Regions from separate parts of the Oryctolagus cuniculus genome. Here all the other regions are linked to region 3. The links are chromatin contacts, called in public Micro-C maps. All regions are on one chromosome and are shown on one strand. Each heading gives the region's core, a stretch centred on a gene start, on an enhancer-like site or on the middle of the called end of the contact. The rest is flanking DNA. Distances are from core to core; before and after follow the strand shown.

Region 1 (3,524 bases), core at 924-3,423, 150 kb after region 3:
GGCGACGCGTACCAGGGCACCCCGGAGTCCCGCCCCGCCCCCCGCCGCCAGAGGTCAGAGATTAAAGATTAACTCCCGGGCGCGCGTTCCCGGGCTGCGGAAAAGGGAAGAACGCCGGGCTAAGCCGCGCGCCCTTCCTCCCTACCTGGCCCGGGCGTCTTCGACCTCGCACAGGTTCCCTGTCCCGGGTCCCTCACTCCAACCCTCGGTCAGTGCGTCGGTCGCTCGGTCCGACCCCACCGGCCCCGCCCGCTCATGTGACCCGGAAAGTTTAGTCACTCACCTGGGAGGGGAGCGCACTTCCGGCTTGTGCACCTGAGCCTAGATAGGAGGGCGGAGCCCAGAGGGGGCGGGGCCGCGCCGCGGGCGCACCTGTAACGGGAACCCAGTTCCATAAAGGGGAGGGGTAAGAGACTAGGCGAAAGCGCGCAGGTGTGAGAGGAACCTCACACCTGGATGACGGGTGTGTGTGCAGGATCGCACCCAAACTTGTAGACGCTCGTGCAGGAGGGCACTCGGATGGGGCCTAATGAGAAGAGAGCGGTGTGCTACACACCTGGAGGGGAGCAGACCTGTGTAGCAGCCGCGTGCACGGATGTTCCCGTGGGAGGGCGCACGGGAGCCACCCGCGCTGAATCACATCCGCACGGAGCATGGCTGGATGGACGAATGAATCGGACAGCTGACTGACACGGTCTGGATTGGAATACACCTGTTTTGGAAAGACGAGCTGCATGGCTCGCCCACGAAGGGGGCATCCTTGTCGGGGGGTTGTTTCTGTGGGGGGTAGGAATCGGCAGAGGGGGGTTGGCTGGAGCAACACCTGTTGAGAAACATACCTGTGAAGTGAAAGGACCTGTGAAGTCGAGACGGGGAGCACCTGTATGGAGTCGAGCCCAGACGAGGAGACCTGGGGACATCCGCACAGGGACGCACAGAGTTGGGGAGGATCAACAGGACAAAGGTTTGCGCATACTGAGGCCCACCTGTCAGAGATGCACCTGTGAGAAAACACCTGTTTGGGAGAGCGCCATGGGAGAATCATCCTCGTCCCTCCAGGTCGGAGAGCACCTGCAAGAAACAGCTGTGAATGCAGTCATCCGCTAGGGAGCTTGGGACGCACCTGTCCCAGCACACACCTGTCGGAGCTGAGGCCAGACAGGGAGCCAAAGGTGCCCTCCCAGCTGCATCTCTGGATAAAGGCTGAGGATAATAACAAGACCCCCACCCCCAGGCGGAGGAACTCCTGGGTGAAAAGTGGCGGCTGACGGGTAACGGACCCCGTTTCTTGGGGACAGACAGCACCGCCTACCTTCCAGGGTCGAGGCGTGTGCGCCGCACTGGCTCGCTCAGGGTCGGCTACTGTGGTCACTCTTCGCGGTCCAGGGTTTCTGGCCGACCTCCCTCCTAAGGGTGAGTCCGAGAAAGCCAAGGACGGGACATTCAGCAGGTGCACGGAGCGCGGCCGGGTGGGGCCCCGCCCCCAGCGCGCAGACACCCGGCCCTGCTCCCCAGGCGTGCCCCGGACGCTGCTAAGACCTCCTCACGCCGGTCCCGAGGAAGCGGTTGGCCCGGTGTCTGGATCCCGCTGCGGCCCCTTTAAGACGGCCGGGCGGGCGCTGGGGCTGCGGGGTTCAAGGCTGCCCGGGCTCCGCGGGGAGGCCCCGCCCAGGTGGGAGGACGGGGAGGGGCGGGCGGGCGCCGCTCAGGCGGCTCTGGCCAATAGGAGAGCGACTTGGCCGCCGGGCCGCGTGTTGATCTTCCGTTTCCCGATCCGAGTGGGCTGAGAAAGCAGGCGCGCGGGCGGGATGAAGGGATTGAGGGAGAGCTTCGCGTTTTGATCTTCTGTTTCGGTGGCTCAGTAGGGAATACAATAAGCGCGAGCGGGCAGATAAAGCGCTGGATGGCGCAAGGCTCACGCGTACGTCAGGGAAAAGCGAGAACTTTAGTTCCTAAAGAGGATTAGTAAAGGAAGGAGGTCAGGTGGAAGGAGATTACGAAACCCAACCCCGGGGCATCTACTTTGCTAGTTCCCTTGGGGTAAAGGAGAAGTGGGTAAACTGAGGCAGCAGAGGCTGAAACTCTGGTGTTCCCTCGGCTGTGCAGCACCGGAGCAGCTGAGGCTCCCCTCCCCACGCCCCCAGCTCCGCCCTCGGCCCCCTCCTTCCCGTCCCCCCCCCCTTTCACCTCACCAATGCGGGCCGGGGGAGGAGACGTAAGATCTGGCGCGGGCGGCGACGGCTAGCGGTTATCACCTCCCGCAAGTGCCAGAGCCCGGCGGGCCGCGCGGAGGCTGCGCTGCCCGTGGCCGCGGAGCTGGCCCTGCGGGGCCCCGGGGGGGAGGGGAGCCGCCAAGCCCCCGCCGAGGCCGCCGCTGCCGGGCCTCCCCTCCCCCCCCGGGCGGGCGCCATGCGGGGGGGCGCAAGCGACGCGGAGCGGCGGCAGCGCTGGGGTCGCCTCTTCGAGGAGCTGGACAGTAACAAGGATGGCCGCGTGGACGTGCACGAGTTGCGCCAGGGACTGGCCAGGCTGGGCGGGGGCGACCCAGACCTCGGCGCCCGACAGGTACCCCCTGCTGAGACGACACACATACACACACCCTCCCCCACTTCCCCAATCTGCGCACGGGGACGCGCGGCCGGCCGCCAGGACCACCTGTGGCTGGCCCTGGGACCTCCTGCTCTCTCCCTGCCCCCTGCACCCTGCACCCTGGGTCTGGCCTGCGACTGCACCCCCCCTCCCCAGGGCCTGGAACTCCCTGCCCCACTGCCCGGGATACACCCTCCTGTGGACCTGCAGGGCTCCCGGAGCCGCGCCCCAAACCCACCTCGGAGAGACACGCCCTCCGCGGCCGTCCTCTGGGCTCCCAGCCTCTGTTTACCTGGCCTGGCCTGCCCACTCCCGGGCCTGGCTCGCTGCCCCGGGTGCCCCAGGCAGGAACCCAGTGCTGTCTGCGGAGGCCGGCCCGAGGCAGGAACCCCCCCCCCAGCCCCAGCCCCCTCCCACTTTGCAGGTGTCTTCCATACCTGTGGCCCCAGGTGCCCCTGTAGTCTCTTCACAGCCCCTTACACAGAACTCCCACCTGGCTGGCGGTGGCCCAGGGACTCTCTGAGAGGGAACTCCTGAGGCTACCACGTGGACGGGCTTTGCTAAGGGGCAGCTAGCTGGACATGCTTGGCAGACAAGAGCCCAAGGTCATCGCCTCCCAGCCCTGTGACCTTGAATGAAAGGCCTCAGTTTGCTGGCTGGAGCCGGGCGACACACCTAGCACACATCTTGTGGTCTTGGGCTTCCGGGAAGAAGTGAGCTTCTGGGGCGAGCGGGTGTGTCCCCCCCGGCCCTTCCTCTAGGCGCTGGGGGGCTCCCGGCTTGCCCCTCGGCAGGCGGCAGTCTCCTGGAGCTCTCTCCCCGTCTGTCTCCTTCCCTTCCCGGCTGCCAGGCCATCTCCCCCGAGGGTGACGCTGACCCAGATGCAGGGCTCAACCTGGAGGAATTTTCCCAGTACCTGCAAGAGCGGGAGCAGC
Region 2 (3,552 bases), core at 586-3,085, 200 kb after region 3:
GTACCTAAGGATGTAGAGGGAGCCAGGCTCCAGCAAGAGTTCCAGCCACTGCCCTGGCTCCTGGGTGTGCACCAGCCGCATGACGCTGGCAGAGAGCAGGGACAGGCCCGCGATGGTGGCTCCGCAGAACTGCAGGAGGGGCGCAGGACTGGGTCAGGCTGTGGCCTTGCTGCCCCTGGCCCCACCCCCTACCCACCCGGTCAGGCTCTGGCCTCCGCCCACCTTGACGCTGTCCACGTGGGGCTTGACGTAGCCCCGCGGCTCCAGGTCCAGCACGTGCACCGAGGGCAGCAGGGTCTGGCCAGGGCCAAAGGCCACCGCCTGCACACGCTGCAGGATGGCCCGGCTGGCCTCTGACCAGCGCGCCTTCTCCGTCTCCCGGAAGCCATGGATGGCCTGACAGAGGGCTGGGGGTCAAGCCTGGGCCTCTCGGGGGGAGCCCATCCGTGCCACGGCCATCACCCTATCTGGGTTTCAAGTGGGTACCCCGACCCCTGCCCCGGGCGCAACCGGGTCTGACCTCAGTGCTTTGAACCCACTCTCGCGGCTCGGATCCCCGGTCCCCAGTGCCGGCTCTGCCCACGAAGTCCCCTCTGCCCCTAAACGCTGACCCTTCCTCATCTTGCTCCACACCCGTTTCCGCCCCTAACCTTGGACCCAAACCCTCGGTTCCCAATCCGGCCTCCAGTGCCACTCCGACCCCGCCCCTGCCACTGCCCGGATCCCGGCCTCAATCCCGCCCTGGCCCCACCCACAGCCCAGGCCCCGCCCTCAGCTGCCCTAACCCGTGTTTGCCTCCAGCCCTGGCCCCGCCCCCGCCCCCGCCCGGGTCCCCGGCCTCAATTCCGCCTGGCCCCACCCACAGCCCAGGCCCCGCCCCAGCCGCTCTAACCCGGGTTTGCCCCCAGGACAGGCCCCGCCCCCGCCGTGGTCCCGCCCCTTCCGGCAGCCTCACCGCGTCCCAGTGATCGTATTCGTAGCGGCGGCGGCGCAGCTCGGGCTCCAGCTCACGGCTCAGCGTCTCCTCCTCGGCTGCGCTCAGGAAGCCCGGCCGCACCACGGCCGCATCCCGCAAGCGGCTCACCACGGCGGGGCTGGAACCCCGTACCCAGCCCGGCACGGGCAGCGTCCGCAAAGCCAGCCGCCCACTCCCGGCCATCGCTCAGGAGCCGGGTCGTGAAAGCGGCGGGCCTCGGGGTAACGCCCTCTCCCCAGAGCCATTGGCTGTGACTGCGCCGGGCCTCTTCAGCGATTGGCTTTCCGTGGAGTCCCGCCTCTCGCTCACGGCTACTGGCTGCTGCTCGCTCGCCCTTTCAAGCCATTGGCTTCCTCCAGAGCCCGCCTCCTCTCCTGCGCTATTGGTGCTATTGACCGCGGCCGCTAAGGCTATTGCCTATGCAGCAAGTCCGTCAGCGGCAGACCCTGACTCCGCCTCTTTTATCAGAGGTGGGAGGGTCCAACCCAGCGGGTGGACACCGGGACTGCGTGTTGGGTGCCGGGACTGGACTTGGCCTGGGAGCCAAGGTCATAGGATTTGAGCCAAGGTCAGGGTTATGGGGTTGGCCCCAGAGTAAGGGCAGGATACAGTTAGGGCGAGCTGAAGGGGTCAAAGGTACGAGGGTCAGAGGACTGATGTCAAGGTCACGATGATGGGGTGGGTCAAGTTTTTCGGGAGTTGGGGTCAAAGGTCAAAACGAGGTAGCATCCGTTTCCCTCTCAATATTATTCTGGTTTGAAAATGTCATTGTGGTTCTCTTTTTTTGACGATTCCTTGTTGCTTAGGCATGCCTAATGAAATATTTAGATTAAACAGGACCTGGGATTTGTTCTAGGGCGTGGATGGCGGGGAGAATCGGAAGCAGCCCCGGAGCTACCCTGCACCCACGCGGCGGCCTGGATGGAGCTCCTGGCTCCTGGCTGTGGCCTGGGAAGTCAACCAGTAGATGGAAGATCCTCCTCCCTCTCTGCCTTGAAAATAAAAAAATGGAAAAAAAAAAAAAAAAAAAAAAAAAAACCTAAACAGAAGCAGGCATGAATGGATTGTTGAACTGGCGGGATGGGCCCCCGGGGCTCCACTGTCCTCTTTTTCTCTGTGTATTTAGTGTTCACAGTGAACAGTTCAACAAATGTAACCAATGAATACAGCCCCCCAAACGCCCTGAATTCATTCGTTATATATAATTCATTTAAAAAAAAAAAACAACTATTTATTTGAAAAGCAAAGCAACAGAGAGAGAGCTCTTCCAACCACGGTCACTCCACAAACGGCTCCGAGAAGAGCCAGGGCTGGGCCAAGGCTGAAGCCGGGCGCCTGGAGCTCCATCTGGTGTCTCTCATGGGTGGCAGGGGCCCACGGGCTCCCGCACAGGCCATCTGTAACACAGCCTTTAAAACCCAGCTGGGGGCTGGCGCTGTGGCGTAGCGGGTAAAGCTGCCACCTGCAGCACCGGCATCCCATATGGGATCCCGGCTGCTCCACTTCCCATCCAGCTCTCTGCTGTGGCCTGGGAAAGCAGTGGAGGATGCCCAAGTCCTTGGGCTCCTGCACCCACATGGGAGACCCAGATGGAGCCCCTGGCTCCTGGCTTCGGATCGGCGCAGTCCTGGCCATTGCGGCCATCTGGGGAGTGAACCAGCGGATGGAAGACCTCTCTCTCTCTCTGTGTAACTCTTTCAAATAAATAAATAAAAATCTAATAACAACAACAAAAAACCAGCTGGAACCCAGGGGCTTCCCACTGATCTTTAGCTCCAAGTTCTCCACTTGCTGCTCAAGAATGAGTCAGGTTGTTTTTTAAAAGATTTATTTATTTATTTATTTCAAAGATACTGGGAAAGGGGGTTGGAGGGAAGGAGGGGGAGAGAGAGAGAGAGGGGTCTTCCATCCACTGGTTCACTCCCCAAATGGCCGCAACAGCCATAGCTGAGGGGACCCGAAGCTAGGAGCCAGGAGCTTCTTCTGGGTCTCCCCGGTGGGTGCACCTGGGCCGTTCTCTACTGCTTTCCCAGGCCACAGCAGGGAGCTGGATTGGAAGTGGAGCAGGCCAGGATGAGCTCGTTAACCCTACTTTTATTTGTTCTCTCCCATGGCCCCTGGCCTCTGCGTGGTTCCCCTCTCACGTCCAGCAGCCCTGCCCCAGGGCCTTTGCACTGGCTGTGCCCCCTGTTCTTTCCCAAGATACTGACCCTGGCCCACCTCCCCGCCTCAGCAAGGCTGTCCCTGACCCCACCCATAAAACCGGAACCCTCTCCCCTCCCTGCAGGTGGCTTTCCCTCTTCTCAGGGCCCCACAGGGAGGCGCTGCAGTCGCCCAGCAAAGACCACAAAGATTTAATTTAAAATCACAGTGTCTCGGGCCGGCCGCCTGCCAGTCGGGGCAGCCAGGAGTGCAAAGTCCCTTGCAGGCAGGCTCCGGGCTGCCCTCACCGGCAGCGTGGGGCCCCTCAGGTCCTCGGGTGGCGGGCTCTGTGCCGGTTTCACAGGCTCAGGGGCTGGTGGGGGCGGGAGGCTCCGTGGGCACCGCGGGCGGCTCCTTCTGCACCAGCTCGGGCT
Region 3 (3,074 bases), core at 298-2,797:
CCCACAACTCGGTGCCCCAATCCATGCTGCTCCCGCCGCCGCCGGCGCCGCCGCCCGCCACCCTCCGCCCCGAGACTCGGCCCGGGGCGGCGCGCCGACCCCGCCCCGCCCGCCCCGGACACGCCCACCCGGCTGGGACACGCCCCCGCTCGCTTTTCCCCGCCCCCTGCCCTGCGCGGAGACCGCGGGCGGGGCCCGGGGAGGCGGGGCCCAAAGGGCGCCACGCCCCCTCTTAAAAGGACCCCCGCCCATTTTCAAATCCCCGAGGGCCCCTCTCCACCCACCACGCCCCTCCCCCGCCCCAGACGGGCCTTTCCTTTCGATCGTTCCTTAAAGGACCCGGACAGGAAAAGCCCCAAGCCCGAGAAGTCGTCCCTGCACGGTGCTGCAGGCAGAACCCGAGGTCACCCCGGCCCGGCTCCAGGCGTGGACGTTCGTCCCACTAATGGTCAGGTCCCTCCGGCCGCAGGGCGGATGGAGGACTTCGATCCTGCCAGGTCCATTAGCGCCCCCACCGCATCCTGCCTTCCCTCCCCAGGGGAACCCGAGGACGGGCTGTCCTTGGGACGCGGGGCCCAGGCTTTTCCCTCCGGCCCGAGTCTGCCTGCACCTGCCCACTGTCCAGCTTCGCCCACCGAGGCCCCCGAGAGTCCCGGACGCCCGCGCCCTCCCCCCCCTAGAAGGGTCCGCATCTCGTAAGTCCCCTCGAGGCGCCAGGATAAAAGGGAGCGGCCCTGCGGGCCCCCGGCCCCCAGCTCCTGCCTTCTCTGGAGCTGCAGGGGTGGGGTCTGGGCCCCAGAGGGACCGGAGGGCGCAGGGACACCTGCCGGCGGCTGCACCCGGTGGGTTGGTTTCGCGGCTCCGTGTGAGACCGGGGCTCGGCTCTGGTGGGACACCCAGCCCAGGTCAGCACCACGGTTGGGGCGGGGGTCTCAGCCCCAAAGGCTGGGCGGGGCGGGGCGGGGCGGGGGAAGAGCCAAGGTTTTAGGCTGAACTCGGGGTCCGGCTGCAGCTAGGGGAAACCGTCGGGGATCCGGAGTGAGCCTCCAGTGTCCTCGTGCGGAGGCGGAGGCGGAGGTCATAGGTCACAGGTCATCCTCGGGTCGCGATGTAACCTCCGTGGACCAGGAAGATTAGGAGAACGGGACAGGCCTCAACAGACTGCGTGTGTTTACCAAGAGCCAGAGCTCTGGCCGGGAGCCACGTCCCACAGGGTGAGAAGCGGAAGTCCGACCTTGGGGCGTGCTGGGAAATGTAGTTTCTGGGTGCTCGGTGGCCCTCGTCTGTTCCTGGCTGCATTCTGGGTAGTGTAGTCTTAGACCGTTAAGAGTTAGGTGGAGGAATTCCGCTTCAAGAGCAGGATGCCAGCTGCGCTCTAATTGGTTAGGCGGACTGCTTATCATGCTATATCCGGGACGATCTTTCTGGTGATTGGTGAGCGTGGGGGCGGGGCTACGTGGTATCACGTCTTCCATTCGGAACTGGTGCTGTCCGTCTGGTGTCACGTAGGCGCGGGTTTGAGAAGAGGCCATCGATGATTGGTTCAACGGGCTGGAAAGTCCGGAGAGCCTGGCCCCACCGTGCGGCGATTGGCTCCCCCGGAGGCGGGCCTGGGGGCGTCAGAGGCGGTGTCAGGGGAGGCGGCAGCTCCAGAGATGGCAGGGAGCGAGAGGAGGGGGCTCGGCCGCGGGAGCCCCGCGGAGTGGGGGCAGGGGCTCCTGCTGCTGCTGCTGTGGGGCAGCTGCTCCGGGCGCATCCACCGGCTGGCGCTGACGGTGAGGCCCGCCGCGGGACGGTCGGGGGCGGGGGGCGCGAGGCTGTCCCAGAGAAGCCCCCGGCTTAAGTGGTCTCGTCCGACCTCCCCCGCACCTTCTGCGGGATGGAGCGGCCCGGCGCCCCCCACTGCCGGGCGAGTGGTCCCGTCCCGAGATCCCCCTCTCTCCCTGCGGATGGAGCTGCCTGGCCGGCCCCGCCGGGATGGTGGGGGGCGGGGGGCGCCATCTCCTGGGACCCCCCCCTCCCCCGGCTCTTAGCCCTTTAAATTCCTGTGGCCGCTTTGGAGACGCTGGGGAGCCCTGGCGCCGCTCGAGGACCGAGGGGGTGGGGGTCCCTGGACGCTGCCTGGGGTCCCGGGCTCGTTCCGCAGCGGGGGGCGTCCAGGCGCCCCCCGATTGTCCTCCTGGACGCTCAGGTCCGCGCTCAGGGCATCCAGGGCCACGCTGTCCTCGGTCCCCCGGCACGGCCTCTCCTGACTCGCTCCCGGGCTGTCTAAGCACTGGGGCCCAGAGCCCCGTGGCAGGCGGGAAGCGGAAGTCTGAGCTGCCTCCCTGGTCTCCGGCAGGGGGAGAAGCGAGCGGACATCCAGCTGAACAGCTTCGGCTTCTACACCAACGGCTCCCTGGAGGTGGAGCTGAGCCTCCTGCGGCTGGGCCTGGAGGAGACGGGAGAGAGGTCCCCGCTGGTGAGGAGCTTGCCCGAGGAGGAAGCAGGTGCCACGCTCCAGAGCACGCCTGGCATGCACACACGCCAACACAGCCCCCAAGGCACGCACACACGCCAACACGCACCAGCACAGCCCACCAAGCCACATACACACACCAGTATGCACACACACGCTAACACAGCCCCCAAGTCACGTACACATGCCAACACAGCCCCCAAGGCACATACACACACCAACACGCACATATACGCCAACACAGCCCCAAGTCACGTACATACGCCAATACACACACACACCAGCACAGCCCCCAAGACACGCACACACACCAACACGCACCAGCACAGCCCACCAAGCCACATGCACACACCAACATGCACACACACGCCAACACAGCCCCCAAGTCACGCACACACGCCAACACAGCCCCCAAGGCACGCACACACGCCAACACGCACCAGCACAGCCCACCAAGCCACATACACACGCCAACACGCACATATACGCCAACACAGCCCACCAAGCCACATACACACGCCAATATGCACACACACGCCAACACAGCCCCCAAGGCACGCACACACACCAACACGCACCAGCACAGCCCACCAAGCCACATACACACACCAACATG

Evidence for each region. A called contact is a pair of places that touch in the nucleus more often than the background predicts.
Region 1: a contact with region 3 is called in a Micro-C map of ear pinna, with 5 times the contacts expected there. The contact joins the promoter of SLC25A23 here to the promoter of TRIP10 in region 3. A contact is called at or near these places in 2 of 6 Hi-C or Micro-C datasets (ear pinna and psoas muscle).
Region 2: a contact with region 3 is called in a Micro-C map of ear pinna, with 4 times the contacts expected there. The contact joins the promoter of ALKBH7 here to the promoter of TRIP10 in region 3. A contact is called at or near these places in 2 of 6 Hi-C or Micro-C datasets (ear pinna and an unstated tissue).

Annotation. Positions count from the first base shown.
Region 1 is chr16:60,755,727-60,759,250 of mOryCun1.1, reverse strand. It overlaps SLC25A23 (solute carrier family 25 member 23), which reads left to right and starts at 2,173. Exons shown (of 11, transcript XM_051828999.2): 1 at 2,173-2,565; 2 at 3,440-3,524. The coding sequence starts at 2,410. CRB3 (crumbs cell polarity complex component 3) reads right to left here and starts at 1,952. Exons shown (of 9, transcript XM_070058765.1): 1 at 1,540-1,952; 2 at 1,313-1,407; 3 at 840-1,001; 4 at 557-712; 5 at 284-372.
Region 2 is chr16:60,696,602-60,700,153 of mOryCun1.1, reverse strand. ALKBH7 (alkB homolog 7) reads right to left here and starts at 1,835. Exons shown (of 4, transcript XM_070058760.1): 1 at 956-1,835; 2 at 223-396; 3 at 5-129. The coding sequence starts at 1,159. It overlaps CLPP (caseinolytic mitochondrial matrix peptidase proteolytic subunit), which reads right to left. Exons shown (of 7, transcript XR_011382826.1): 6 at 3,427-3,552; 7 at 2,791-3,023. LOC138845627 (a long non-coding RNA gene) reads left to right here and starts at 1,405. Exons shown (of 2, transcript XR_011382828.1): 1 at 1,405-1,544; 2 at 1,833-2,223.
Region 3 is chr16:60,901,023-60,904,096 of mOryCun1.1, reverse strand. It overlaps TRIP10 (thyroid hormone receptor interactor 10), which reads right to left and starts at 1,547. Exons shown (of 14, transcript XM_051829292.1): 1 at 1,176-1,547. The coding sequence starts at 1,532. It overlaps GPR108 (G protein-coupled receptor 108), which reads left to right and starts at 343. Exons shown (of 18, transcript XM_070058778.1): 1 at 343-905; 2 at 2,342-2,461.